Regions from separate parts of the Mus musculus genome. Here regions 2, 3, 4 and 5 are each linked to region 1. The links are chromatin contacts, called in public promoter capture Hi-C maps. All regions are on one chromosome and are shown on one strand. The core of a region is the stretch at or near the end of the contact, and the rest is flanking DNA. Distances in the headings are between cores, read along the strand shown. Region 1 holds the start of Oasl1 (2'-5' oligoadenylate synthetase-like 1). Region 2 holds the start of Rab35 (RAB35, member RAS oncogene family). Region 3 holds the start of Foxn4 (forkhead box N4). Region 4 holds the start of Sirt4 (sirtuin 4). Region 5 holds the start of Kctd10 (potassium channel tetramerisation domain containing 10).

Evidence for each region. Promoter capture Hi-C pulls out the DNA fragments that hold promoters and counts their contacts. Capture Hi-C pulls out chosen DNA fragments and counts their contacts.
Region 2: a promoter capture Hi-C map of pre-B cells shows a contact between it and region 1, with 2.2 times the contacts expected there. The contact joins the promoter of Rab35 here to the promoter of Oasl1 in region 1. A contact is called at or near these places in 2 of 39 promoter capture datasets (cranial neural crest and pre-B cells) and 1 of 115 datasets of contacts at active chromatin or transcription factors (bone marrow-derived macrophages).
Region 3: a contact with region 1 is called in a promoter capture Hi-C map of stem cell-derived epiblast-like cells, with 4 times the contacts expected there. The contact joins the promoter of Foxn4 here to the promoter of Oasl1 in region 1. A contact is called at or near these places in 2 of 39 promoter capture datasets (liver and stem cell-derived epiblast-like cells).
Region 4: a promoter capture Hi-C map of liver shows a contact between it and region 1, with 2.2 times the contacts expected there. The contact joins the promoter of Sirt4 here to the promoter of Oasl1 in region 1. A contact is called at or near these places in 8 of 39 promoter capture datasets (the 3T3-L1 cell line, cranial neural crest, fetal liver and 4 more), 2 of 115 datasets of contacts at active chromatin or transcription factors (bone marrow-derived dendritic cells and memory CD8 T cells) and 1 of 9 other capture datasets (liver).
Region 5: a promoter capture Hi-C map of liver shows a contact between it and region 1, with 2.1 times the contacts expected there. The contact joins the promoter of Kctd10 here to the promoter of Oasl1 in region 1. A contact is called at or near these places in 2 of 39 promoter capture datasets (liver and pre-B cells) and 2 of 115 datasets of contacts at active chromatin or transcription factors (bone marrow-derived dendritic cells and embryonic stem cells).

What each region holds. Positions count from the first base shown.
Region 1 is chr5:114,920,560-114,925,864 of GRCm38.p6, reverse strand. It overlaps Oasl1 (2'-5' oligoadenylate synthetase-like 1), which reads right to left and starts at 2,625. Exons shown (of 6, transcript NM_001359945.1): 1 at 2,256-2,625. The coding sequence starts at 2,453. It overlaps Gm13822 (predicted gene 13822), which reads left to right and starts at 3,604. Exons shown (of 2, transcript NR_166682.1): 1 at 3,604-3,814.
Region 2 is chr5:115,629,111-115,634,415 of GRCm38.p6, reverse strand. It overlaps Rab35 (RAB35, member RAS oncogene family), which reads right to left and starts at 2,429. Exons shown (of 6, transcript NM_198163.1): 1 at 2,218-2,429. The coding sequence starts at 2,269. It overlaps 1110006O24Rik (RIKEN cDNA 1110006O24 gene), which reads left to right and starts at 2,600. Exons shown (of 1, transcript NR_027810.1): 1 at 2,600-3,367.
Region 3 is chr5:114,271,544-114,276,848 of GRCm38.p6, reverse strand. It overlaps Foxn4 (forkhead box N4), which reads left to right and starts at 3,088. Exons shown (of 10, transcript NM_148935.2): 1 at 3,088-3,161; 2 at 3,788-3,876. The coding sequence starts at 3,791.
Region 4 is chr5:115,481,879-115,487,183 of GRCm38.p6, reverse strand. Sirt4 (sirtuin 4) reads left to right here and starts at 2,700. Exons shown (of 5, transcript NM_133760.1): 1 at 2,700-2,852; 2 at 4,066-4,560. The coding sequence starts at 4,073. It overlaps Gm42007 (a long non-coding RNA gene), which reads right to left and starts at 2,734. Exons shown (of 2, transcript XR_878704.2): 1 at 2,621-2,734; 2 at 491-1,141.
Region 5 is chr5:114,377,465-114,382,769 of GRCm38.p6, reverse strand. Kctd10 (potassium channel tetramerisation domain containing 10) reads left to right here and starts at 2,265. Exons shown (of 7, transcript NM_026145.4): 1 at 2,265-2,344. The coding sequence starts at 2,342. Ube3b (ubiquitin protein ligase E3B) reads right to left here and starts at 2,150. Exons shown (of 28, transcript NM_054093.3): 1 at 1,795-2,150.

The sequences.
Region 1 (5,305 bases), core at 1,376-3,875:
AGGGTGGAGGGATGAAGTATAGGATACATAGAGTGTAGAGTGTAGGATACATCCAGTGAGGATACATACAGTGTAGGATACATCCAGTATAGGATACATCCAGTGTAGGATACATCCAGTGTAGGATACATTCAATGAGAGTATAGCCAGTGTAACATATATCCAGTGTAGGATACATCCTGTGTAGGACACATCCAGTGTAGGATACATCCACTGCAGGATACATCCAGTATAGGATACATCCAGTGCAAGATACACTCTTACTGTTCTTGCTTTGTAGGCATGACTATCATTTAGTGGGTTAAGGGGAGGAGAAATGAGGCTTAGCAGTTAGCATCTGCAGCTGCCAAAACTTAATTTGGTGAGTCTTTCTTCTATCTAGATACTTGTTCTACATATTTTTTTCCTTAGGTATATCAGGGAGGGAGTGATCTAGAGTACAGCCTTGCCCCCAGAGACTCCCAGCAGCCAGGAAAAAGCCCCAGGCAAGTATCATAATGAAACCCTTGTTTCTAAGACTTTACCCTGAGCTAACCTTTAGGCTGCATGGCCTCAGTGTTGGGAAATGGAACACGATGTTTGGGATGCTGCCATCATAGAGGAGCAGACCAAGGACTTGAGACATGAGACAGGATGATCAGAGTCACACAGCTGGTGAGAGGAAGAGCCCAGACTCAAATCCTCTCTGTGTGGTGACAAAACTATGGCTGTCACTTCTAAATCATGTGACCTGAAGCTCAAGACTTCAAAATTCAACCCAGTAGCGCAAGTTTAAAATCTCAGGCTGGGAATCCAGTCCTAATTCTAGTCTAGATGCTGCAACCACTTGGGCTATGGCATTAAGATGTGTCAACCTCTTCAGGTGTCAATCTCCTTAACATTTAAATGAACAATTGGCTGAGGTTAGTTCTTCTCCAAAGCTGTGTGTGTGCGCATGTGTGCATCCTGCACTAGTGCACACTTGTGTGTGGAGATCAGAGGGCAACCTTGGGTATTGTTCTTTAGGCTGCTCATTTGGTTTTTTTGACACAGGGTATTCTACTGTGCCCTAGGGCTTGCAGATTTGGCTAGACTGATAGGCCAAGGAGACTGGTTGGTAGGCCTAGTGGTTCTCTTGTCTCTGCCTCTGCAGGGCTGGGATAATAAGTTTGAGCAGCTACACTCAGCCCTTGCCCCACCCCCTTCCAGGGTCTGTTGAACCTGTGATCCTTAGCTCAGCTAGGGGGTAGGGGTGGCAGTTGGAAGAAGGATTTAAGGAGGAAAAAAAAATATTAGTGAGAAACTTGGGTCACCGTTTGAGTAGCCGGGTTCAAATCCCAGCTCTGACGTCAGCAGTTACATCTCTGAACAAGCCCAATGGCTACTCTCAGCCTCCATTTTAAGAGTCTTTCAGTTATCAAAATATTAAAACGTGGAAAAAATTAGGAAGAAGATACCATCCAGGCAGCCAGCACATCTAAACTTGCCACATCGGTGACTGTCTTTCTTTTGTACATGCTAGGCTTTCACTCTAGCCTTGAGCCACATCCACAGATCCCGCATTTGTGTCATCTCAATCACTTTAAAGTGAGTAGCGGACAGCAAGGAGCTTTGCCCCAATACAGCATAGCATGTGTCCCCCTAAAGAGAGTTCCCCACCCCAGTAGGTGCGATTTAACTTGACAAACGGCAGTTTTCTTACCAAAATGCAGGTCATATTAAACATTTACCACTCATCCCCAAACTCACACTCTCTCTGTGTCTCTGTCTGTCTGTGGTGTGTGTGTGTGTGTGTGTGTGTGTATGTGTGTGTGTGTGTGTGTGTTGTTCTGTGATATGTAACCTAGGCTGTGAACCAACCATCCTCTTGCTTCTCTACCTCCCACATGCTGGGGTTGCAAGAATGGGCCCCCAAGTCAGGCTCTCAAAAATTGTTATTTACAAATTACATGTCAGGATCCAACTAGAGGCCTTGCATTGCATGTGGTCACTGTAGCTCTGACATTGTGGAGCCTTTGTTAGGCTCATCTGTAAAATGGGACAAGAATGGTATCTATCTCTCAGAGTATAAGTTTTAATGATAGAATATGCAGGCTTTCCCTACCATTTTCTCCAGAGGTGGTCTTTTATTATCTTCTTTAGTAGTTCATTCTGCTCAAGGCTCGCGGGGCTGTCTCGAGATGTCAGAAGCGTGAACTAGGGATCACGAGGCGAGGGGACTCCCTGGCACTGGGGTTTGCCCTGTCCTGGCTGGGAATGGTGAAGTCCAGTCTTACCTTGAGTACCTTGAGCACGCGCACATCCCGAGCCGGGCCACGATCTTCACGGAAATTCTCCTGCCTCAGGAACTGCTCCACTGTCTGCACGGTCTCCAGGACCTCTTCTTTCCACTCTCTGGTTGGCTGCAGCCACTGAGCCACAAAGGAGTCCAGCTTGGAGGCCGGGAAGCCGTACAGCTCCTGGGCGACTGCCATGGCTACAAACTGACCGTCAGCTACCTCAGGCAGGCGCAGGGCTATATAGCCAAGCACCCATCCAGCTGCCGGTACTCACCTCCTCCTTTTTTAAGGCGGCTCCTTTCCAGCTGACCTCTGGCACCCAATGGCGGAAAGGGGGGTGAAGAGAGAAGCTTGGGAGCATGGCTCTATGGGGGGGTCCCCTCCTTGGAGATTTATTGTCATGGTAGGTGTGCCGAGGGACCAGAGGCTGGGGTTGGCCGGTCTGGACCGCCTTAACAGGGTTGGCATGGGGCCAACTTTTGTGCTGTTAAGTTTCGATTCTCAACATTTGTAGTTTCTCTTTTGTGACGTTTGTAAACTGAAATTGGCTTGAGTCTGACCTTCCAGAGACACCTTGTCTGGATGACTTAGGCCAACTGCCCCGACCCGTCATAGGGAAACTGAGGTTTGGAAAGAGAAAGAGCCTAGTCATGGCTGTGGTAAGGAATGAGGAATCTGGAATCAGAAGGACACTTTGAGGTTGTCAGATGCTTTTTCTTTATTTTATTTCAAAGAATTATTATTATATTTATATAAAAGTTAGTATATTTCATTTAAAAGATTTAAATTTTTATTTATATTTTATTTACTTTATATTTACATATATTTATATGAGAAAATTATATTTATGTATTTTGGGTTTTTTTTTAGGAGGGGGACGCATGTCATGGCACAAATGTGGGGGTCAGAGTAAAACCTGCAGGGGCCTGTTGTCTGCTTCCACCGCACGTGGATTTTAGGACCCATACTTGGGTCATTAGGCGTGGCAATATGGTGTGAAACGAGGAAAAGAGAAACTCATATGGTAGGACATGAAATATGGCGAGAAACACTGAAAAACGTGCAAAAAGAGAAACACACGGTAGGACCTGGAATATGGCGAGAAACAGTGAAAAACGTGAAATATGAGAAATACACACTGTAGGACCTGGATTGTGGCCAGCCTGGTCTACAGAGTGAGTTCCAGGACAGCCAGGACTACACAGAGAAACTCTTATCTCATAGAAACAGGAAACAAAACATCTTGAATGTGTTTGCATTTAAGCACGCAAACACCACACACACAGTCTCAATAAAACGTTTTCAAAGCCAAAACAACCCAAATGAAGGTGCCTCTAACAGAGATCGTTACAGACATGAGACCTAGCAGGGGCTGTGTAGAGAAGTGGGTGGAGCCGGGCTCTGAGGTAGTTAAAGATTCAGAGCTGGGGTTGCTGAAAGAGTTCAGCAAAGCAGAACGAGGAAGAGCAGGAGGGTGAAGGAAAGGAGAACGTTCTGGAAGCCAAGTGATAATGCTGTTTGACAAAGAGGAAGTGGCTCACTAAGTCACATGTCAGGTGAGCCCGTTCAGCCTCCTTCCCAGGGTGAATCAGAAGCGTGGCGTGCAGAGAACTTAGAACCTAGCATGATCGCTCTGCCACCTTCTGTACTAAAGATAGACGGCAGCAATGCTACAGGCAGGGAGATGGGTCTGACACCGTGTGGCGGTCCATGCAGGATGCAGCAGTGAGCGGGCTGTGGTGGCACAGGCCTTTAATCCCAGCCCTAGGGAGGCAGAGGCAGGTGGATCTCTGTAAGTGTGAAACCAGACTGGTTGATACGGTGAATTCCAGGTCAGCTGAGGCTGCGTAATGAGACCTGTCTATAGAAAGAGAGAAGAGGGGCTGGAGAGATGGCTCAGCGGTTAAGAGCACTGACTGCTCTGTCGGAGGAGGTCCTGAGTTCAATTCCCAGCTACCACATGGTGGCTCACAATCATCTGTAATGGGATCCGATGCAGTCTTCTAGTGTATGTCTGAAAATAGCAATTAAAAAAAAACTCTTATAAAAATAGATAAATCTAAAGTTAAAAAGAAAAAAGGAAGGAAGAGGTGGGCAGGGGGGCGATGGGCACAGAGCGGATAAGGAAAGGGGCTGGGTCCCAATTTTTTTCTTTTTTTTAATTCTTTTTTTTAATTGGATATTTTCTTTATATACATTTCAAATGCTATCCCAAAAGTTCCCTATACCCTCCCTCCACCCTGCTCCCCTACTCACCCACTCCCGCTTCTTGGCCCTGGCATTCCCCTGTACTGGGGCATATAAAGTTTACAGTACCAGGGGCCTCTTTTCCCAGTGATAGCTGACTAGGCCATCTTCTGCTACATATGCAGTTAGAGATACGTGCTCTGGGGGGACTAGTTAGTTCATATTATTGTTCCACCTATAGGATTGCAGACCCCTTCAGCTCCTTGGGTGCTTTCTCTAGCTTCTCCATTGGGGGCCTAGTATTCCATCTTATAGATGACTGTGAGCGTCCACTACTATATTTGCCAGGCACTGGCATAGCGTCATGCGAGACAGCTATAACAGGGTCCTTTCAGCAAAATCTTGCTGGCATTGTGCAATAGTGTCTGGGTGGTCCCAAGTCTCTGAAGGAGGAGGAAGCAGGGATAGCTGATCCCCTCTGGCTTCGTCCATTAGTGAAAGGAGGAATAGCAGAGCCGGTGGAAGCCTAGGAGTGAGTCTGCAGGAAGAAATGGAGGTGCCTTGCATGTGGAGGTGGGAAGCTTCATGGGGAGACCACACATGGTTTTCCTTGTCACACAGATGATGGCCACTAGCGCCCCGAGAGAGAATGTTATCCCCTCTGTAGGGTAACTCCGGTGAAAATGTTTTCTGGGTCTCTCTATGGAGCTTATGAAATAGCAGGCTTCTACAGAGCTTCCTCGGACATCCTTAGTGTTAGCTGCCCCTCCCACATCCTGCGTCTGATCTGTCCTCAGCACTGAGTTCTTAAGTCAGACCATACTATATTATAACATTTTTTGTTTGTTTGTTTGTTTTGT
Region 2 (5,305 bases), core at 1,180-3,679, 710 kb before region 1:
CTAGGATCCGGTGAGGCCCGCTGCCTGCCAGCCCAATGCCGCCTGCTCTCAGGGTTAGCACATGGGATTAGAACTCACAGCTCTGCTGCTAAAGCTTAGGGCAGCGAAGGCTTCTCCTCTGAGCCTTGGTTTCCTTATCTGACAAACCACAGAGACCATGGGTGAGCATCAGATAACAGAGTGTCTGTGGATCAGTTGATACACCTTCAGAAGCACACAGTCAAGGGGCCAGGGCAATCAGGCGGTGATGTCATGGTCCCTGCTCCCTGGCTTCCATCTCCCAGGTTCCTGAGTGTCATCTCCGTGGCAGGAGAAACCCAACAGCATAGTGTCTCCTCCTTCCCCATAAGCTGGGCCTGCACTCACACCGAATCTGGAGCTAGTCACACACAGACTGACCAGTGAGTCCTGTCCCCACACCTGACTTCTGAGCAAAAAGAAAAAAAAAAAAAAAAAATCAATACACCATGCGAGGTGCACCGTAAGAAAGCAGGCAGAAACCATTTCCTGGGTTTCACAGAAGAGAAAATGCCAACAAGCTACATCTTCTTGCTGAGTTTGGCCTTTCGAGTTTTGGATATTAACACTGGCCACGTCTTGAGGAGGGATAAAGACCTCTGACCACAGCGGGCTGACTTTAGCTCTGAAAGGAGAGAGATCACCATAATGTCAACAAACCCTCAAGAGCCCAGAAGAATGCCACTAGCTGGGTCCAAGTTCAAGTCTATCTACACAGCTTGCCTAGTTTTCTTTCATTCAAACCACTACAGGTCAGTCTTCCAGCTTTCCAACTCCGCTCCCAGACACAGCTATTCTTCTACCCCAATCCTTTAGGCCTTAGCATTTCCCGACACCTTCCCCCCCTAACAGCAACCCCCTAAGACTTCAGCCATCTTCCACCAGATCCAAACCACCAACCACATCCCAACCCAGCTTCTCCCGTGAGACCAAAATCCACTTATTTCCATGTCCGTCTATGACAGCGTCAGCCAACAAGCCTATATCCTGAGTCTCAGGGGGGACACGGAGCTCTAGTTCCTTGACAATACACAGGCTCTACCACCAACTTGGCTGTCTCAAGTCACATGACCCTCTCTATCCCACACTCCAGTCTGATCTATAAACTTAGCTGCTCGCCAGCCTCCTTCCTAAAACATCACATATTCCTGGCACCTCAGCTAAGCTCCCCTAAACATCCTGGGCCTGCCTCCCTGAACTCACCATCACCCCACAGGACCTGGTCACCTGCCATACTCCAAACACCTCTAAAATGCTTCATCCTTGGCCAGAAACCAGTGTGACTCTCATTCACTGACCAAATGCATTTAAGCACTGGGTACCAGAAGCTGATCTATGAATCAGAGATGGCGCGGTACTGAAAGGTGTGTGGTGTGTGTGTGTTTGTGTACACAAAGCACTTAAAATATTGAATGAAGCACCCGGGTAAGAGAACAGCAAACACTGTCCACCTACTGTGTGCCAAACACTAGTCCCCTCATTAAGTGTGTGCTCACATCAGCCTTGGCAGGCAAATCTACCACTCCCATTCCACAGATGAGAACTGAACCTTGCTGAGACTTAGTAACAATTCTAAAGGAATGCGCTCATGGCTGTACCTGCCGCACCTCATCCAAGCGCACGGCAACCCGGAGACGGGTCCTGGAAATACCCCCATTTCACGGAGCGCTGAGTCTTCACAGGGCGACTCATGCTGCTAACACTGTGAGTTACTTAGAGGTTACTTTATGCCGGGTCAGGCGCTTTTCCCTACTTTCAGCTCACCGAATCATCCCACCGCTCAGCTTAACAAGTCCCCACTTCTCAGATGCAGGAACTGAGGCTCAAGGGAGGCGAGACAACTCGCCCAAGGTCACAGAGCGGCAAAAGCTTGCCTCCCCGGGACTCGAACCCGGCTCTCTCCAACTCCAGCGATCGCGCGACTTGACCAAGGTCACACGTGAGGCAGGAACGAGCGCCGGGGCCGTGCGTGCATCCCGCGCCCTCGGTGCCCCCCGCCCCGCCGAGGAGCCACCCCGGAGTCCCCTCGCTGCGGCCCCCCCGGGGCCTGCGACCCCGCCGAGCTCCGCGCCTCCCGCCCCGCGCGGGCCGCGCCTCCTCGCTCGCTCGCCCGCCCGCCCCGCTCGCCCGCCCGCCCCGAGGCCCCCGCGGGCCGCGCCCGGCAGGGCCCACACCGCCTCCGGCCCCTGCGGCCCTCACCGCTGTCGCCGATGATGAGCAGCTTGAAGAGGTGGTCGTAGTCCCGGGCCATGGCGGGCGGGGGCGGCGGGCGGGCGGGCGCGCGCGCGCGGGCGGGCAGGCGAGCTGGGCGGGCGGGGTCGGTCCTGGCCTCGCGATCCGCAGCTCCCTCCCGGCTGCTCCGGCAGCGGCGGATCCACTTCCCGAACAAACAGCCGGAACTGACAGAAACACCTCCCTCCGCTCCCCCACCTCCGCCTCCTCCTCCTCCTCCTCAGCAGCCGCCGCCGGTGCCGCCGCCTCCCTCCTTCCCGCCCCGCCCCGCCACTGCGCAGGCGCGGGGGCTGGAACCGCCTCTGCGCAGCCGCAGCCCCGGCCAGCCGCGCCCTCTCCGCGCACGCGCAGTGCGCTACGCTCGCCGGCCGAGGTCCGAGTGAGCTAGCGAGCGAGCGAGCGAGCGAGCGCCGTCGCTGCGGATCCCCGGGAGAACCGAACCGTTTAGCAGGGCCCGACGGAAGAGAGGTGACAACCGGCCGCAGGGCTGAAGCCTGGAGGTCAGCGCTGGGGAGGAAGTCGTCCCCCGAGCACCACGATCCCGGACGCCCGACCCCCTGGCGGAACGGGTAGCGGTTCCGGATTGGGATCCGTGGGGCGTATGCACCCTGCTCGCCAGCGCTTCTGCTCCTTCTGCCTCAGTTTTCCGGACGCAGCGCGGAGCCAGCCCCACGTTTTTTTCCAGTTGGAGCGGAAGCCCACCTGCCCGTCCCCGAGAGCTGTCGCTGCCATCGCCATCCTCCCTGCAGGTCTGCAGGGATTGCCCCATCCCTGTGGTTTTTTACTTTTTCCAGACAAGTTCTCAAGTATCCCAGGGTGGCTTCCTGACTCTCTCGAGTAGCCGAGGATAACCATATACTTCTGATCCCACCTGTACCTCCTGAGTCCTGTTTTAATGTGGTGCTGAGACTCGAACCCATGGCTTCGCAGATGCTAGGCAGACGCTTTTCGAGCTGAGCTCCACCCCCAGCCTCTTTGTCCCTGCTTCTTCTTGCCCTCCAGTGCTTTCCAGCCAAGCACCTGTTGGGGATACTGCCCACTCCTAATCTTTCCCCGTAAGAAGCAGTGCTAGTGTTTAAAACAAAACAACAACAAAATACAGACGCTTACTGAATTCAAAGTTGACATTAGTTTTCCTTTAAAGTTTCTTGGACAGCATGAAACACTTACTAGTCTAATGGATACATGTTTTCCCATACATTTCAGAGTATCTAAGCACCCATGTGCCTCTCGCAGTTCACCGGTATGCCGCCATCAATCATTTAACTGCCTCGTCACCACGTGGTACCCCCATCTGATGGTTGTACTATTCCTTAACAATTCCGCTGCTGGTAGATTTATGCAGTTCATAATTTTCTTGTTATTCAAGGTACTGCAGGTCCTTGAACAGCACACACAGTGTCTGATCTAGGCCTTGCTTGAACTCTTTATTTCCCTGAAGCAAGCCTGGTGATGTCAGATGAACACGAGCCTAGAATCATAAGATACTGGCTGAGGAGAGACGCTGGCTGTGTTGTGTTCTTGATTGAAAACTCCTGGGACTGGCCAGGTTCCTGCTATTCCTTTGATTGGCATTTTTTAAGAAACAGGGAAGGGGCTGAGGAATGGCTCAGCAGTTAAGAACACTGGCTGCTCCTCCGGAGGAACCTGGTTAAATCCTCAGCCCCTCCCACCCCCCATGGCGCCTTACCAGGATCTGTAACTCCAGTCTCAGAACTGATGTCACCCTCCGGCCTTGGCTGACACTTGAGACATGTGGTCTGTAGACTCAAACTAACATTCAGGTACATAACAGAAAAACCTCAAAACATTTTAGAGGGGCTGGAGAGATGGCTCAGCGGTTAAGAGCACTCTGGCTGCTCTTCCAGAGGTCCTGTGTTCAATTCCCAGCAACCACATGGTGGCTCACAACCATCTGTAATGGGGTCCGATGCCCTCTTCTGGTGTGTCTGAAGATAGAGACTGTACTCACATGCATAAAGTAAATAAATAAATCTTTAAAAAAAAAAAAAAAAAAAACATTTTAGAGGAGACAGATGGAAAGCAAGAAGTCTTAGGATTAGGGTAGACTTCAGATAAGCACTCCACGTCTCCCTGGCACCTAAAGCATCGGGTCAGGTCATCTTCATGCCTGCTCCTAGGTTGAAAAGATTGCAGTTTCAATGCCAGCTTTGAAATCCACCCCTGAATAGCTTCTGGATAGTCAAGGGGCCTCAGAGTCTGTTTCCTCAGAATACTGTAAATGTGAGGCTATGCATCGTCAGTCACAGGGACCAATGTTAGTCATTCTGCAAGGGCTCGCTCATCATCGAGCTGTTTCCTATAGGGGACTTCCCACAGTCCCAGAGCAGCAACCTGTCAACACAGGACTCTCTGGGGAGTGAAGCAGAACAGCTCTAGGGAGATGAGATTCCCAGTTCTGCCCCATCCATATGTCACCTGGAACCCAGTGGGTGTTAATTCCTGCCTTTATTCTGTAACTATGTAATGGCCTCTTACCATTTACTATACTATACTATACTGTACTGTACTGTACTATACTATACTGTACTATACTTCAGAGGACACAGACTGTCTCTGTTAGCAAGAGGGAAGGAGAAGAGTCCGTCACAAAGATTTCATGGTGACACCAGAACAGAGGCACACTTTGAATGTCAGCTGTATTCAGACAGCCGCTGTCACACCCTGTGAGAATCATCAATTTTGGCTTGGAGGGGGGAATTCCCTGAGGCCAGGGTATGCTTCTGGAATCCCAAAATGAGTCTCCCAGCAAACGCTCTGAAAACACTGTCTAATGTTTACCTGGCTGCAGTCAATGAAGAGTTCTTTCCAAAAACGCATGTGTCGTGTGTCGCGTGTGAACTGCTGCAGGCTGGTCAGGACAGCCCGCAGCTAGAGACCTTGTCCCCATGTCCCGGGCTACAGCTTATCTTCCTACCTTAGAGCTAACTCCGGAGATCCCCATCAGAAGAGCAGCACTGCAAAGCTGTGTCACAGACCCGCGGCAGGAGCACCGCGGTGGTGAGCGGGGCTGGGCAGTTACAAATGAGACAAA
Region 3 (5,305 bases), core at 1,839-4,338, 650 kb after region 1:
ATCTCAAAAGAAATACATCCCAAAGAGAAAAAAAGACCACACAGGAATCCTCGGACAAGTTGATAATGGCGACAAAGTCAAATGAGGTCATGCTAAACGGAGAAAGCAAACAGAAGGTCCTGTGGTTTGTCCCACGTGCTTTTCCGAACCCCGTTCCCTAACAGGATTGATCTTTATAAATGAACCTCTGCCTTTTTTATGAGATGTATATAGGACAGCCACCGAGCTGAGTCTAGGTGGAGACAGCAGGACTTCATAAAGACAGAAATAAGGAACTGCGGGTAGCAGCAGCAGGCCCTCCATGCGCTGCTCTGGTGCACAGGTCAGCCAAAGGAGCAAAAGAGACAAGAGCCCCCCACGTCTCCCCCAGAAAGAGCCCGTTGCTTCAGTGTTCAGGAATTTCATTCACACAGTTGTCCGTGGTCTCCCTGAACCTTAAGAAACCAGAATCAGAAACCGCTGCCACGGTCGCATGTTGAAGGGGAAATTGACTATTGTGTTACCCTTGAGAAATGTCTCACATCACCTAAGCGGTTTTTGCTTCCAGCAGCTGACAAAGCCAGGAAAAATATACCCCGACCCTCGAAGGCCCATCCTGTGCAGTGCATGACCCAGCCAGGGGCTGTGACCCTGGGCGGTTCTGGGTAAAGAAAGATCTTAGTGATTCTGTTCACAGACACGCCCTGCAGTTCAGTGGGGCTGAGCAGCTCGGGCAGCTCCTGGTTGGGAAGAGAGAATCGGTCCTGATGCTGCGGATCAGATCGTCCGTCCGTCCTCACTGTCCCTGGGTCCTCCTCGACGAAGGGATCAGAACAGTTAGCAAGGGAGAAGCAAGGAGAGCTGCTCGTGGGTGACTTGTAATAAAATTGAACTTCTCAAATAAAGAAAACCTGCTTTGACTTTGCCGGCAAGTTGGTTTTGTTGGTTGTTCAGTGAGAATGCTGTCTAAACACACTTCTTGGGATAAATTAAATGTCCTCAGCTCCTGTAGACCTCACAGTCACAGCAGGGACAAATGCTTTCTCCCCATCCACAGGTACCCCAAGCCTACTGAGAACTGACCATCAACCCCCCCCACACACACACACCCTATTAGGACAAACAAAAACCACCTACCCAGTTCCTAAGGCAACCGCCCCTGACTGGCTTTTGTTAGGCCCCGTGGGGGCTCTTGCTAGAGAAGAATCTTGTGTGGCTGCAAAATCAGACCTTGCCTGAGGCTTGGGGGTGGGGGGTCCCCTCTTCACACTGGGAGCTGTGGGAACAGGTGAACTGAGTCCTTTGTCATTTAACTGGGAAGCAGGCTAGTGCTGGTCACCCATGACTCAAGACGAGTGTCGAGTGTCGTCAGAGCAGGTGCCTTGATTGCACAGTTGGCCCCTACGTGCTCTATAGAGAATAATAGCACCGCTGCCAAGGTTCCAGTGTCACCAGGTGACTGAAAGCAGAGACACCACAGTGCGGATATGTCAGTCTAATAAAGAGGTTTCTGAATATCTAGCAGTGGTGTCTGGGCATCATTATTTCTACTAACTAATCCTCAAGCAATGAACTCAAAATCTCTACTCTTTAAAAAAAAAAGTCCCTAGCCAAAACCCAGAGAAGTCAAAGGTAGTAGTCTCTCCCTCCCCCCCCACCCCCCCGACCCCCGGCCTTCCTTTCTATAACAGTTTACAGGCTTCATCGTTAATGACCACTCCAGCTTTGGGAACACAGAACTCCCCACCCCTCAACAAAGAGCCTCCCCGCCTCCCCGCTGCCCCACAAGCCCAGGACCCCTATCCAATCTTAATGGAAAGTAGGATTATTTCAAAGGGAAGTTAAAACACCCACAAACGCTTGGGATAACCAAACAGGTGAATTAGTCCTGGAGCATCCGGGGACGTTCAAAGTAACACAGACCGTGTGAAGTATTTCATCCATCTTTGTGACTAGCCCAAGTCAGATTTTAAACATAGTCAGTCGGGAAGAGGAAAACTGAGGCGTTCCCCAACCACAGCCTGGATCAATATAATCTACGTTTCTCCCGGGTGAACTCAAGCCCCAGGTGACCGGTTTACGTATTACTCTGGCAGAGGAGAAGGAAGTGAGGGTGCCCAGGTGCCACAAGGAAGCCCTGGCCGAGCACTGAGGTCATAACCACCTGGGGGCATGGCACGGAGTGCTGAGTACCCGGCACCCAGCGCTGGAAGCCTGAGTTCTGCCTGAACTTAAGGGTTCCCGGGTCACAGTGAGGGACACCCAGCGTGGGACACAGCCGGGGTTGGCTGGGCAGGGGCAGGCTGGATGTAGCTGCCCGGTGGGCATCAGGATCCCTGGGCCCCATACGAAGCCGAGGAGACCCGGGAGGAGGAGGGATGGGATGGGGGCACGGGGCCAGGGACATCCCAGGTGGAGAGGCCCCCCGCAGCCTTTGACCACTGGAGCGAGCTGCAGAGCGAGCTATGAAGTTGCGGGGTCCTGTCCCGGGCAGCCCGTGCTACGCGCCACCTTTCCCGCGGCGAGAGCGGGGAGGAGCCCAGAGCAACGCGGGAGCCAGAGCGGGTCACGGTCCCCAACGGCCTTCGGCGTTCAGGGCGCAGCCGCACTCCCCTCTGCGCTCCTGGACCTTGTCGCGGCCCCCGGCGTAGCGCGGGCTCAACTTTCTCGGAGCCACAGGTGGCCCGGGCGCATTCCCTGGGTGTGTGTAGGGGTAGGAGGTGGGGGTGGGGGACTGGTTCTGTGCGTGCGCCTCTCGCTCCTCCGCCCACCCCCCCCCCCCGCCCCCAGGTCCCCTGCAGCATCTACATCTCAGTCCTGCCCATCATTCAGCTCGCCTGTTTGCAAAGTTGGAAAAGGGGTGTCTCTCCCTCGGTGACCGCCCCACCCCAGGGCCGGGAGCCGCGGGGCGCACGAGGCTGACTTGCTGGGGCCCGCCCGCTGAAATCTCCTTGACCCTGCCCTGTAACTGACCCTTAGGGAAAAGGAGGGGAAAGGACCCCCAACAACCCGGCACGTCTACTGCGCATGCTCAGAGTTGGACAGCTCCAGAGAGGGAAATTTAAAAACGGATCGAGCTGCGACGGTGGCCAAATTGCAGACAGCGAGGGGCGAGCGAAAGGGAGTCCCCCCCTACCGCAGCGCCACCCGCCCCCAGCCAGCCAACCCAGGACCTGCTCCAGGTACCACGGTGCTGCCCGGGCTGCGCGCCCCGTCGGAACCACGGGGGCTTCACCAGGGCAGGAGGCTTCCCACACCTGCTTCAAGCTTGGCTTAGAGGATTTAGGGGTGTCCCCCTCCCCGAGTCTTATTTAATGTCGCGTTTGTGGGTGGCCGGGTGGGTGGTGCAGTGCGTGAACTGATTTTCCAGCACCTGTGTGGGGTCTCCTTCCAAGGCGAGAGACCGGGCGGGGATGGTTCCCCTGGCCCCATCAAGCCCCGCTTTGATGATCTCTTCATTTCCAGGCCGTTCATAGCAGAATAGTGGTGGGGATTGCGGCTTGGAACCGAATGGAGTTCTTCCGATTTCTATTTGGCCTGGGTTTTCCAAAGCTTGGCGCTTCCATTTAGGGGCTCCCCCTCCCCCTTCTTCTCCTTGAATTTGAAAGAACTTGGAATTTCACTCACTGTCCGTCCTTAGTTCTTAACCTCCTGCCCTCCCCGCCCCCCCCCCCCCCCGGCCTCGGGATTGTCCTGCAATTGTGACCCTTTTGGGTCGCTTCTGAACTGTGGGAAACTGGGGGTCTCTGCCCTACATCAGTGCTGATGGAAACTTTTTCTTTTTTAACTTTTTTTTTTCATCCCTAAGGAAATGATAGAAAGTGGCATTTGGTCCAGAATGTCAGAAATGATCAGAAGCTCGGGGCACAGCCACCACTGCTCTCCACAGGAATACAGGTGAGGAGGCCCTGGCTCCGTGCTGGTGGGGGCGCTCTCCACAGGAATACAGGTGAGGAGGCCCAGGCTCCGTGCTGGTGGGGGCGCGCCTGCCTTGTCTGTGAGCTACGAAGTGTGAGCTTTGGAGTGAGCAGCTCTCTGCAGTTTTGTGTCCCCTCTAAGGGTGTATCTCTCGTGGGTCACAGACTATGGGCAGCCTGGTGACCCCAGCAGCTATTGCTCCCCATCCAGTGACTCCAGCAAGGGTTCTAGGAAATGGTCCCCACCCCACCGTGCCCCAAAGCACTCAGGATGTTGCAAGGTTGTAGGTCACAACTGTGAGTTCTTAGCCCAGCTGTGTGACTTTTAGCTAGTCCTTTGCCCACTCTGGACCTGGTTTTCTCCTCGTATAAATAAATGGGGCCGTGATTTAGATGACCTCAGGGTCTCTTTTGGAGTCCAAAGGGCCAACAAGCCTCAAAGTGAAGCCCAAGAATGGTTCTTGCAGCAGGATCAAAGTTCAGGGGAATGTGGGGGAGCCTTATGGAACTTCCCTCTTTGTGGAAAGACATTAGGGGTTTCAGCCAAAAACCAAACCCAAACAAAACCTTCTTTACAGGTGGGAGAACTGAAGCCCAGAGCAGAGCACACAGAGACTCGGGGAGGGAGGGGGGAGGAGAAGGAAGGTCACAGGGTCCCCTACTAGCCTCTCTTCCTTGAGATGGAGTGGCCTGACCTGGTTCCCAGGGCCCTAAAACCAGCACCATGTCTTGGCTGAGTAGTGGGGCCACGATGGGGGCTGCCCCGGGAAAGCCAGGCTGTCACCTCAGATCAGCCCTGTTTACCCAGGGGCTGTCTGGCTCGGGCTCCCACTGCAGCCCCAGCCGTGCCTCCCGAGGCCGCAGGCAGCCTCCAATTAGAAGAAGGCTGCTGTTCTAGACACAAAGGAGCCAAGGATTCAAACAGCTGGGTTTATCTTATTGGGGTGGTGGTGGTGCGTGTGCCCTTGTGTTTCCGTGTGTCTGTGTGTGTAGCACCTGACCCAGGTGCAAAAGCAGTTACCGTACCCATCATTCCTGGCCTCTGCTGAGCCCATCACTCAGGTGTAGAAACTGAGGCCAGCCTTACCCAACCCTAGGTCCTCTGGGCTTCCTTCTTGCTATAAGTGAAGGCTGAAGGCTGCATGAGCATCTCCAGCTTGGGTAAACCTGGCTTCTCTGGCTGTGTGGCACTTGTTAAACCTCAGTTTCTTTATCTGTAAAATGGAGCTAAATGGCCCCAGGATGGGGTAATGGGGTTGCTATGGCAACTGAGCAGCCATGTCTGACTCAGCTACTTGCTGGTAGTGTGGTGATCTGAAGCATCATTGGTTTAATACAGTGGAGAAGAGAAACTACCCTAAAATTAACAGATACCCAGCAGGCCTGACATGTTCCCAGGGTAGCTTTAC
Region 4 (5,305 bases), core at 1,451-3,950, 560 kb before region 1:
CGGGGGGGGGTGGGGGGGTGGGGGGGGTGGTGAGGGGGGAGACACGCTACCTTGGGAGAGTGAAGACAGAAGACAGCAGGGGAAACCAGAACTTCCTTCCATAGCTCCCCACTGGGTAAATAGAGCCAGCCAATCAGCTATTGAATAGGGGAAAGGATGCTGCGGCAGGTAACATGCTAACCACTGAGGCCACTTCACATTCTAAAAAGGACACACCGGTATAGAGTGGCAGGTTTTGCTGGCTTCACTTCAGGAGCGGCCAAGATATGAGTAAACAGGTTCCCTGGCTTCTCTGCAAATCAATGTCGTTAGAACCTGAACCCAGGCACAGCAGCCTGAACAGCTACAAGCTGGCAGCCAGCCTGGGTCCAGAGAGTTCTAAGACAGCCTGGGCTGTGGGGTAACACTGTCAAAACAAACAACCATGACAACAAAACCCAAATTAATAATAATAATAACCAAAGCAAAACAAAAATCTGGAAGCGAGACCTGGTCATTGTATTGCTTATTTAATAAAACAAAACAAAACAAAACAAAACAAAAAAACCCTAAGAAATGGCGTTGAAGAGCTGAGCACACCTGTGATTCCGGCACCCAGAAGGAAGGTCATCCTCGGCTACTTAGTGAGTTTGAGGCCAGTCTGGGAGAAATGAGACACTTCCCGAAAACAAACAAACAAACCAGAACAAAACATAAAAGAGCTCCTGAAGTCAGGAGAGGGAGTGTATCAGTCTCTATGCATTATACGTGGCTCTGCTCATAGTTGCTGCCAAAGCGTCCATTTTCAAGTCCGTGGACACATTTCTTCGTAATCCAAATTGGTTGTATGTTGGGGTGTGTGTGTGTACTGCGTATGTGTTGGGGAGTCAGCGGAGGCCAGAGGGGAATCTTGGGGATCCCCCTCATCACTCCCTACTTTATTCCTTCTGAGGCAGAATCTGACAGCGTGTCGATAAACTCGGAGTTCCAGTTCTTCCACCAGGCTGGGAGCAAGCAGGTGCCAGCCGTCCGATTGCTCTCTGCTCGCCTTTGTGCTGGGAGGAGAGTTTATGTGGGTACTGGAATCCAGACATAGGTCTTCATGCTTCAGCTGTAATTCTGAGCCTCAGGGCCATCTCCCCAGCATCCACGATCTATTTTGCTGTTTAGAATAAGAACACTGTGTGTGCATGTGGGCCAAAAGTGGAGTTGGCGCTCTCCTCCCTCGATCCAGGGGGTCAAAGTTGGGTTGTCAAGTGGCAGAGCTTCACCTGCCTAGCCACCTGGCAGACCCCTATCAATCTTTAACTTATAGCAGGAAATTTAATTACTTTGCAGTGGAAGTGGACGTGGGCACTTAGGAGGAAAACCAATCAAATCTGCGAACCGTGTTGGCACACATCGTTCAGTTCATCAAAGTTCTAGGGAGGCGGAGGCCGGTGAATCTCCATGAATTCAAGGCCAAGCGTGGTCTACATAAGGAGTTCCAGGCCAGCCAAGGCTACATAGTGAGAACCCATCTTAAAACAAACACAAAACAAAGGGGGCAATTATTTATTATTAAAAGTGTCAAAAAAAATTCTGGGCGTGGTGGCGCACTCCTTTAATCCCAGCACTCAGGAGGCAGAGGCAGGCGGATTTCTGAGTTCGAGGCCAGTCTGGACTACAGAGTGAGTTCCAGGACAGCCAGGGCTAAACAGAGAAACCCTGTCTCGGAAAACCAAAAAAAAAAAAAAAAAAAAAAAGTGTCAGACTATACATTAACACCCTGTCTCAGAAAAACAAAAACAAAAAACAAAGAAAGGGTCTTTTGGGGAGGGGTTGGGAGAGCTGAAGAGGTGGCTCACTGGTTAAGAGCATTGCTTCTCACCAGGTGGTGGTGGAGCACGCCTTTAATCCCAGCACTTGGGAGGCAGAGGCAGGTGGATCTCTGAGACCAGCCTGGTCTACAGAGTGAGTTCCAGGAAAGCCAGGGCTATACAGAGAAACCCTGTCTCGAAAACACCAAAACAAACAAACAAGAGCATTGCTACTCTTGCAGGGGGACTCAGATTCCATCCCGAGCACCCACAGGGCAGTTCACAACAGGTTGTCACTCAAGTTCCAGGGGATCTGACGCCCTTTTATGGCCGTCAGGAGCTCCTCCTGTATGCATGAAGGTAAAACACACACATTATTAAAAAAAAAAAAAAACCAGTCTATTTTAAAAAGCGTCTTGGATGGAGAAATGCCCGCTAGTGTGAATTCAGGGCTACCCAGGGCTGGGCTAACGCGCTGACACCGAGCTATAGCCCCAGTGCTCTTACAGTATTATTTTGAGTCCGAGGTCTCACTAAGTCACCCAGACTGGCCTTGAACTCGTGATTCTTCCGCCTAAGCCTATTGAGTGGCAGATTATTGTCCTGTGCTACTAGTGAAAGAGTTTCTTTAAGAGAGCGAATTCCTAAATTAGGACTGCTTGGATCCTCTTTCGCACGCAGGACATGGGAAATATTAACCACTTCTTTGGTGGCACAAGCCTCTAATCCGAGCACTTGGGAGGTGGAGCCAGGAGGATCACGGATTTGGAGTCAGACAAGGATATGTCAGACCCTCTCTCAGCAAACAACACAAGCCACAAACAAACAAACACTACAAGAACCTCAAAAGGCAATCATTGCCCCAGGCGTCAGCAGCATATCCGGAACCTTAACTGAGCTGAGCAGGAAAGACAGCGGGCAATCCGTAGAGGAGCGCCCAAGAATCTTGGCGTGGGAGACACGTAGGATTCTGGGACTTGTAGTTTTCTTCCAACTAGATCGGCTTCGCGGACTACATTTCCCAAGATGCACACGTAACAAGCGAGTCCCACTGTTGGGTGAGAATTGTGGAAGGTAAGTGTTCTGATCCGGCTGAAGGTTTCCCGCTGAGCATTCTTACTAGGGATTCCATCTGTCTCTTTTGTTCTCGAGGGGACAAGGAGGATTTATCCCGGCAAAACCCGACTGTTTAGCCGTTCACACGTAGCTGGGAAATCTCATGGAGAAAGCAGGGTCCTGAGCTCTTCTTGGATAGGAAGCCAAGCCTAAATATGTGTGCCTATCACTCGATAGCTCCGCATTATGTCAAAGACTGTGTCAAAGGCTTGTCTTTACAACTAGAAAACCAGACAGGCAAGTTTGTATGCCTTGATTTTTATGTGTCCAAGTAGCAGAATTTACAATGCAGGGTAAGCAGACAGAGTGATTACTTAGCGTCCATCCCAGAGGCCCTGGATTTGGTACCGAGAACCGTGTAGAAAAAGACAAAACAAAACTGACATACTAAAATTAAAAAATCTTTTGGAGAAATGATATAATTCGGTTTAGTTGTATTCCTTGGCCTGGGCTACAGGGAATTCTGTCTCAAGTAATGATAATAATAATAATAATAATATCTGATTTAAACCAAGTAGAGTTATAGAACAAATAGTCCCATGAGAGATAATATTAACAAAAATATAAATATTACTAAAACATGTTTATATTAGTAGCAGGTGAAAAATAATGGGCTATTAAAAGTCTGTTTTTTAGGGCTGGAGAGATGGCTCAGTGGTTAAGAGCACCCCCTGCTCTTCCAAAGGTCCTGAGGTCAACTCTCAACGACCACAAGGTGTCTCACAACCATCTCTGATGAGTTCTTCCCTCTTCTGGGAAGTAGGTGTACGCGCAGGTTGACCATTCATATACATAAAATAAGTAAAAAAAAATTTTTTTAAAGTTTGTTTTAAAAAATATTTAATTTTTTAAAATTAAATTTTATTTTATGTGTTTGGGTATTTTACCTGCGCGTGTATTTGCGCATCCCTTTTATTCCTCGGCGCTTGCAGAGCGCAGACGAGGGCCTGAAACTGGAGTTAAAGATAGTTGTAAGTCACCATTGTAGGTGCTGAGAATTGAAGGGCTTCCGGACGAACCGTCCTCCCTTCTGTTTCCCCAGTGCTACAATCCCAGGCCGGGGCCACCGTGGCAAAATTTTCATAGTCGAATAGAGTTCCGGTGTCTATCAATTGGTGGGTTAACTTGACTTGTAAAACCCAGCTGCTCTCATGGATTTCTTTCTCTCCAGAATAAGAATGAGCGGATTGACTTTCAGGCCGACAAAGGGCCGTTGGATCACCCACCTCAGCCGGCCGCGTTCTTGTGGACCCTCGGGGTTATTTGTGCCGCCCAGCCCTCCTTTGGACCCTGAAAAGATCAAAGAGTTACAGCGCTTCATTAGCCTTTCCAAGAAACTCCTCGTGATGACAGGCGCGGGGATCTCCACCGAGTCCGGCATCCCAGACTACAGGTCAGAAAAGGTGGGACTTTACGCCCGCACTGACCGGAGACCCATCCAGCACATTGATTTCGTCCGCAGTGCTCCGGTCCGCCAGCGGTACTGGGCCCGAAACTTTGTGGGCTGGCCTCAATTCTCCTCTCACCAACCCAACCCAGCACACTGGGCTCTGAGCAACTGGGAGAGACTGGGGAAGCTGCACTGGTTGGTGACTCAGAACGTGGACGCTTTGCACTCCAAAGCAGGGAGTCAGCGGCTGACGGAGCTCCACGGATGCATGCACAGGTGCAGAAGTCTGCGGGGTTTGGCCCTAAGAAGACGTGTGGTCCCCCAGGTGAACGGCCCCTGGCTGTCTGGACCAGGGTTATCTTAAGATGGAGAGCAAGCAAAGGCTCCCGGAGCAAGTTGTTCTCTTTGGAGTTAGGCCCAGTGAACTGAGGAGAGGAAGTAGGGACGGGAGCAGGGGAGGGAGCAAGCCAGGAGAGGATGCTTTCTGCCTGGCTCGGGTGCAGTGGTCACCTGGGCAAAGCTCTGAGCTCAGTCTCCCAGCACCAGGAAAAATAACGTGAGTGGGGTTGCGTCCTGCGGTGGCTCTAGCCCAGGACTTCAGACTTATTTCAGAAAGAGCCACTGTGAGGTTGATGGGTAGTGTTGTTAACCCTGAGTTTGGGTTGAAAAAAAGAAAGAATTATTTCACCAAAAGAAAGCTTTTGCCTCCTCCTCCTCCTCTTCCTCCTCCTCCTCCTCTCCTTCCTCCTCCTCCTCCCCCTCCTCCTCTTCCTCCTCCTCCTCTTCTTCTTTTCTTCTTCTCACCAAAAGAAAGTTGTTATTGTCTTCTTCTCTTCCTCCTCCTCTTCTTGTTTGTTTGTTTGTTTGTTTTTGTGACAGAGTGTCTCTGTGTAGCCCGGATATCCTGGAACTCACTCTGTAGAACAGGCTAGTTTTGAACTCAGAGAGTTACTCCTTCCTCTGCTTCCTGAGCACTGGTATTAAGGTGTGTGCCACCACCACACCTGCCCCCCCCCTTTTT
Region 5 (5,305 bases), core at 1,016-3,515, 540 kb after region 1:
GCAGGAGAGGGCCCCTCCTCCCAGTGGAAACACAATGACTGCATGAAAACGGGACCCAGCACTTGTGACTCCCTCAGAGCTCTCACTTCTCTCAGGACCTCTTGGGATTTGATCCCTTTCCCAAAACTATCCCCATCTAAGAGCATACACACTGGCTTCTGCTTGCACTGCACAGTAGCTAAGCTTTGTGGGTTTCTTCATTCTTTCCTGTCGCTTTTCCACTTACACAGCTCATGAATCAAATCAGATGCACCCTTGGGCATCAAGTTCTTCCCCTGAGGGCCACAGAGAAACAAGACAAAGACTGTAACTAGAGAGGCCTTCAAGTCAGAGAGAAGGAGCCTCAGACCTTGTTCATCCCGACTCTACCTCACAGCACTGTCCCATGAGCACTCTGGGTCCCAGGTTCCTGGGATAATAACAATATTCAATTTTAGGGTTGTTAAGGATTGCATGGAACACTTGCCATTCTTAACCCTAATCTAGTCACTATAGTATTGAGATGAGGAATGGGAAAATATTGATAGCTGGCACTTGGAAACGCTCATCACACCTAAGGAAGCCTTACTGCACTGTCCTTACAAAGCTGAGAACCTGGTTTAGGGAAGTAAGAGTGCTCTAGGTAGAGAAATCAGAAAGCAATCAGTCGGTAAGGAGGGACGCAGTTCGCCTAAGTGTCTCATCCAATAAGAGCAGCAACATGATGAGACAATCAAATCTCGCCTCCCTTGGTCTGGGTTATACATTTAGTAAGCCGCAGAGCCAAGCTTTCAACGCTAACAGACAAGACTCTGCATTACTTCTACGTCCCCAGGCAACTTGCTTACAACCAACCTATTTGGTTGAGACTAACTTCAAGAAGCACAACATGTCGCACAGGAGTCCAGACTGTGAAGTAAAAATAAACACAAGTTGCTGAGCGACTTTCTTTTATGGTAGAAGTCGCTAGTTTCCCAGGCCTAAGGGCCACCATCTAAGTGTAGACCATGTAACAGACATTGTAGATCTATTTAACTAGGCCTCCCTTTGGAAGCCTATCCTGTGAGGCTACAACACCCCAATTTTAAAAGCCTAAGATAAGACAACAGCTCTTAAAGAAACCATTAATAAGCCAAACTATTGCTCTTAGACAGCTACAGCCTATCCAGATGGGGAAACGAAATGCAGAGGGCACATAACTCGCCAGTGTCCTCACCCACCGTCCCTGACTTTGAATTCCCAAAGGAATTACTTATCGGCAAGTCAAAAAGGCAAGGTTCAGGAATCACACACACAGAAAGGCACCACAAAGAGAAGTTGAGAATGCCAGGCACCCTGTGAGGCTAGCTAGGCTTAAGTCAAAATACGATCCAGTTTTTCCAGCTTTTGATCAAGAGCCGTCAGGAACCACACTAAAACGTATTCTAAAATAATCTCCGTAAAACAATCTAATTACTCTATTTACAGAGGAGGAAACTGAGGGTCAGAGATGGGACTAGATTCACCCAAGGTCACACAGCGAGCGACAGCACTGGGCTCGAATTCCACTTGGGGTGATCCGGAGGCCCGACGCCTCTCACAGGCACCGACATCAACAACCACAAGAACAAGTCCGTCTCGCCCACAATCAGTTGGCTGGCAAGGCCAGTCGCCTCGGCACGGAAATCAATGGAAGGGGGACAAGGAGATCCCCGAAGCCCGCAAGCCAGTCCCTCCTCCGACTTCACTCAAACCAAGACTCGGCCCCCCAGATAGCCTCCCTCCGTCCCTGGCCCCGCCGCCCAGAGAAGCGCCCATCCTGTCCCCACTCGCTACCCGCAGTCCGGAGATCTTTATCCGTTCGAGGCCCCGCACTCGGGGTCCGGGCCGCAGCGACCGCCGCCTTAGCCCGATCCCCCCGAGGTCCGCCAGCCCCGGGGCAGCGGCCGAAGCCCGGCCGCCATCTTGCCCCGGGTGTTGTGCTCCGAACACCTCTTGGGAAGCAAGCAATTATTCAGTTCCGGGAAACAACAGTTCCGCACTGCTTCTTTGCCCATGGAGGAGGTGAGGACTCCTTTCCTCTTGTCATCTTCTTTAGCAGACGGAAAGGAGAAACAAACATCCAGAAGTGGGACTAAACGCCTGACTCGGCCAAGGGGAGGCGGGAACGGTTGATAAAAAGAGTTCCCCCCATCTAGGGCTTACGGGGGTGGGGGGTGGGGGGGAACGCTTTAAGAAGAGTCCCTCTGCGGGGCGGAAGTGGGGTGTGGACGGACGCCGGAAGTGCCCGCCCCGGCCCCGCCTCCGCCCCCTGCATTGAGCGAGCTGGGTGTTTCCTGCCTCTCAGTCCGGATTTGGAGACTCCGGCGTCCTCCGACTTTTCATGGTGAGGGCGGTGGCCGCCGTCGGGGAGCTTCGGGGCGGGCGAGGGTGGCGACGAGGCTGAGCGGGAGCGGTGGGGCGCTGAGTAGCGCGTGCGGGCGAGGTCCGGAGCGGGGGAAGGGCTTCAAATGAAAGGAGCCGTGGTCGGGGTGGTGGTGGTGGGGATCTGCGAAGGGGCGGCTGGTCCTGCGGGCGGTGGTGGCGCTGGGCGGCGAGCCTGGAGTGCTGATGGGCGATGGGACGTGGGAGATCGTCGGGACAAAGAGACGGCGGCGGAGGCATCGAGACCGACGCTCGGGGTGGGGAACGAACGAGGGTTCGAGGGCGTGTGGAGAGGGGCGAGCGTGTACCCTTGGAATCGAGCAAAGTCTGGCCTCTGGGAGGCTGTGCCTTGAGTAAGGTGGGGTTCCAGGCAAGAGAGGGAGGGGGCGTCTCTGAACCCACAAGTCTGGAGCGAGATGACTGGTAACAGTAATTCTAAGGAGACATGTCTGAGGTCGGGGTACCCTGACCACAGAGTCTGGCCTCAAGTGGCACCTGGATACCTACCTAATCACTTCCCTTGAGGCCCTAGGTGACCACACCTCGGGAGTCCCAGGATGTCAGCTGTTGCTGTCTGCGTTATGGGATGGTTTCGGTTTACTTGAGATTCTCTAGGGTCTGTCCCTTGAATGGTTCTTTGTCCTTGGGTGGGGATGGGGGGCGGGTGGACTATTAACCCAGGTCTTCTTTGTCTGCCACTCACTCACAAGATCAGTCCCAAACTGAAGACAGATGACTCGGCCTGTGTCTGGCTTTGGTCAAGCTCTATTTGGTATAAAACAAGAGACACACACATTGGTAGAAGGCGGCCAGCAGCACCGGTAGACCACCAACTGGTCCCCTGGGGCTAACCTGGGAACTAGTTAACAACAGGATAGTCTGGGCTCACCGATGTATTTTTACAGTCTCTGTGTGTCACTAAGGATTTGGGCTGTGAAATGGAGGGCGTTTGAAACCAGATTCTAATACCTAGCTTCCCTAGTAAGCAGGATTGACAACATCCTCATTGAGACTGTTTGGAGAAGTTCTCAAAAGCAGGAGAACTGGGGGGGGGGGGGTGACTATCCTAGAAAAAAGTGTGGGGCTTTAGTTTTTGGCCTCCTTTAACTTCGTTTGCTTCACGCAGTAGCCCTGTAGCAGAGACCTCAGGTTAGTTTAGCCTCCTTGCATAATACCCCTTAAGCAACCCGCCCGGAAGAGCTCCCTTCAGATCTCCAAGGCTACTAGATAAACAGATTGTCTAATCCTCCTTTGTATCGGAATCACCTGAAAGAGCCTTTTAATCCCAAATTGCAGGCAGCAGCACTCCTTGCTGGCCTGGGGTCTCCGCCCAGGCAGGCAGGCAGGCAGGCAGGCAGGCAGGCAGGCAGGCAGGCAGGCAGGCAGGCAGGCAGGCAGGCAGGCAGGCAGCAGTGTCTTGGAAGCTCTGGTGACTCTAATATCTCCAGTTGAGAACACCAAGTCTTGAGGAGTTCAGGAGTGGAAGGGAGCCTGAGGGAGGAGGAGGAGGTGGGCCGGGCTTTGACTCTGTTCTTGGGGCAGGGGCAGGGTGAGGGTGGGGGGAGACAGTATTTGGAAGGTTCTGGCTTTAACAGTCTGTTTTACAAAGGAGGAAACTGAGACTTAGGTTCAATAGCTCTTGTGAACCTTGCACAGAAAGTGGCGGCCTGAAACTGCAGTCCAGGTTGGCTCCACCATCGGCTTGTTTCCCTCAGCTTTCAGGAGACAGTCTGCAGGGAGTTAGTATTTTCTAGGTTTTGTTTGTTTTCCCCTGTCTTTTTTGTCTGGCTTTCCAACAAGACAGTCAACAATTCTCTCTTTTGGCCGATTTTGTTGTGGGTTTTTTTTTTTTCAATCGCTGTGAAGTGAGACTTTTATTTTGTTGTGGGTTTTTTTTTTCAATCGCTGTGAAGTGAGACTTTTATTTGTGATGTTTTGGTTTGTTTTTATATGCGGGTCAGGAAATCACTGGGCCAACAGAGTATGAGGTTTGTTAGAGAGCTTCTTCAAGACCACAGAGCTAATTATAGCCGAATGAAGGGGTACAGAACCATTTAGAACAGAGGCTTGTCATGTTGACTGCACATTAGAACCAGCTGGGGAAATTAAAAAAAAAAAGTTCCCTGGGCCACACCCGGAAGGCTGATAACAGAGGAATGTGTGTGTGTAGGACGCAGACATTACTGTCTTTTAAAAGCTCCTCTGGGTTTCCAGTGTATGGCCAGGTGGAGCCACCATTTATTTAGTGGGCAACAGTCCGGAAAGAAACTTAGATTCACCCGTCCCACCAGAACAAACTTGTCACTGACTCACCCTTTCACTGGTACCAAGTTTGCTCTCCTGCACACACAGCCCCCCCCCCCCCCCCCCCAGTTACTCATGAAGTCGGCCTGCAGGAGGACAGTGTCTCTGTGGGGAAGGCAGTGGCAGGCGACTGCTCTGTGACCCCAGGTCACCATCACAGCCCAGGATGTGAGTGGAGCCAGAACCTGCCCTCCAAGGGTCTATCCTGGTGCCAGGCACCAGGCTGCCCAGGGTGTGGGACTCAGGAAAGTCTCCAGGCTTTCATTGCTTCACCTGGTGTCTCAGGCTCCATCCTGATCCTCCATGCCTTCAGTTATTCATAGTTGGAGACAGTCTCCAAAGAGGAGACGACTTAAGACTCAGATAATCACAACAGCAGTGTTTCCTGCTGAGTGTTTGGCCGGCCTGGGCTGTGCTGAGTGCTTTGTGTCCACCCGGCTGCTTGCAACAAGGAGGGAGGGCCAGTGTCTGATAGCTGGGATACATTCGGGGATCTTGCCCACCGTGTCCCTGCGCCAGTGTGTGTGGCCGAGTTGGGGCCTTGAACATGGGTCTGGAAACACCTGAACTACACACTGCTTATCTTTCACCTTTTTTCTTTCAATGAGACGGAACTGTT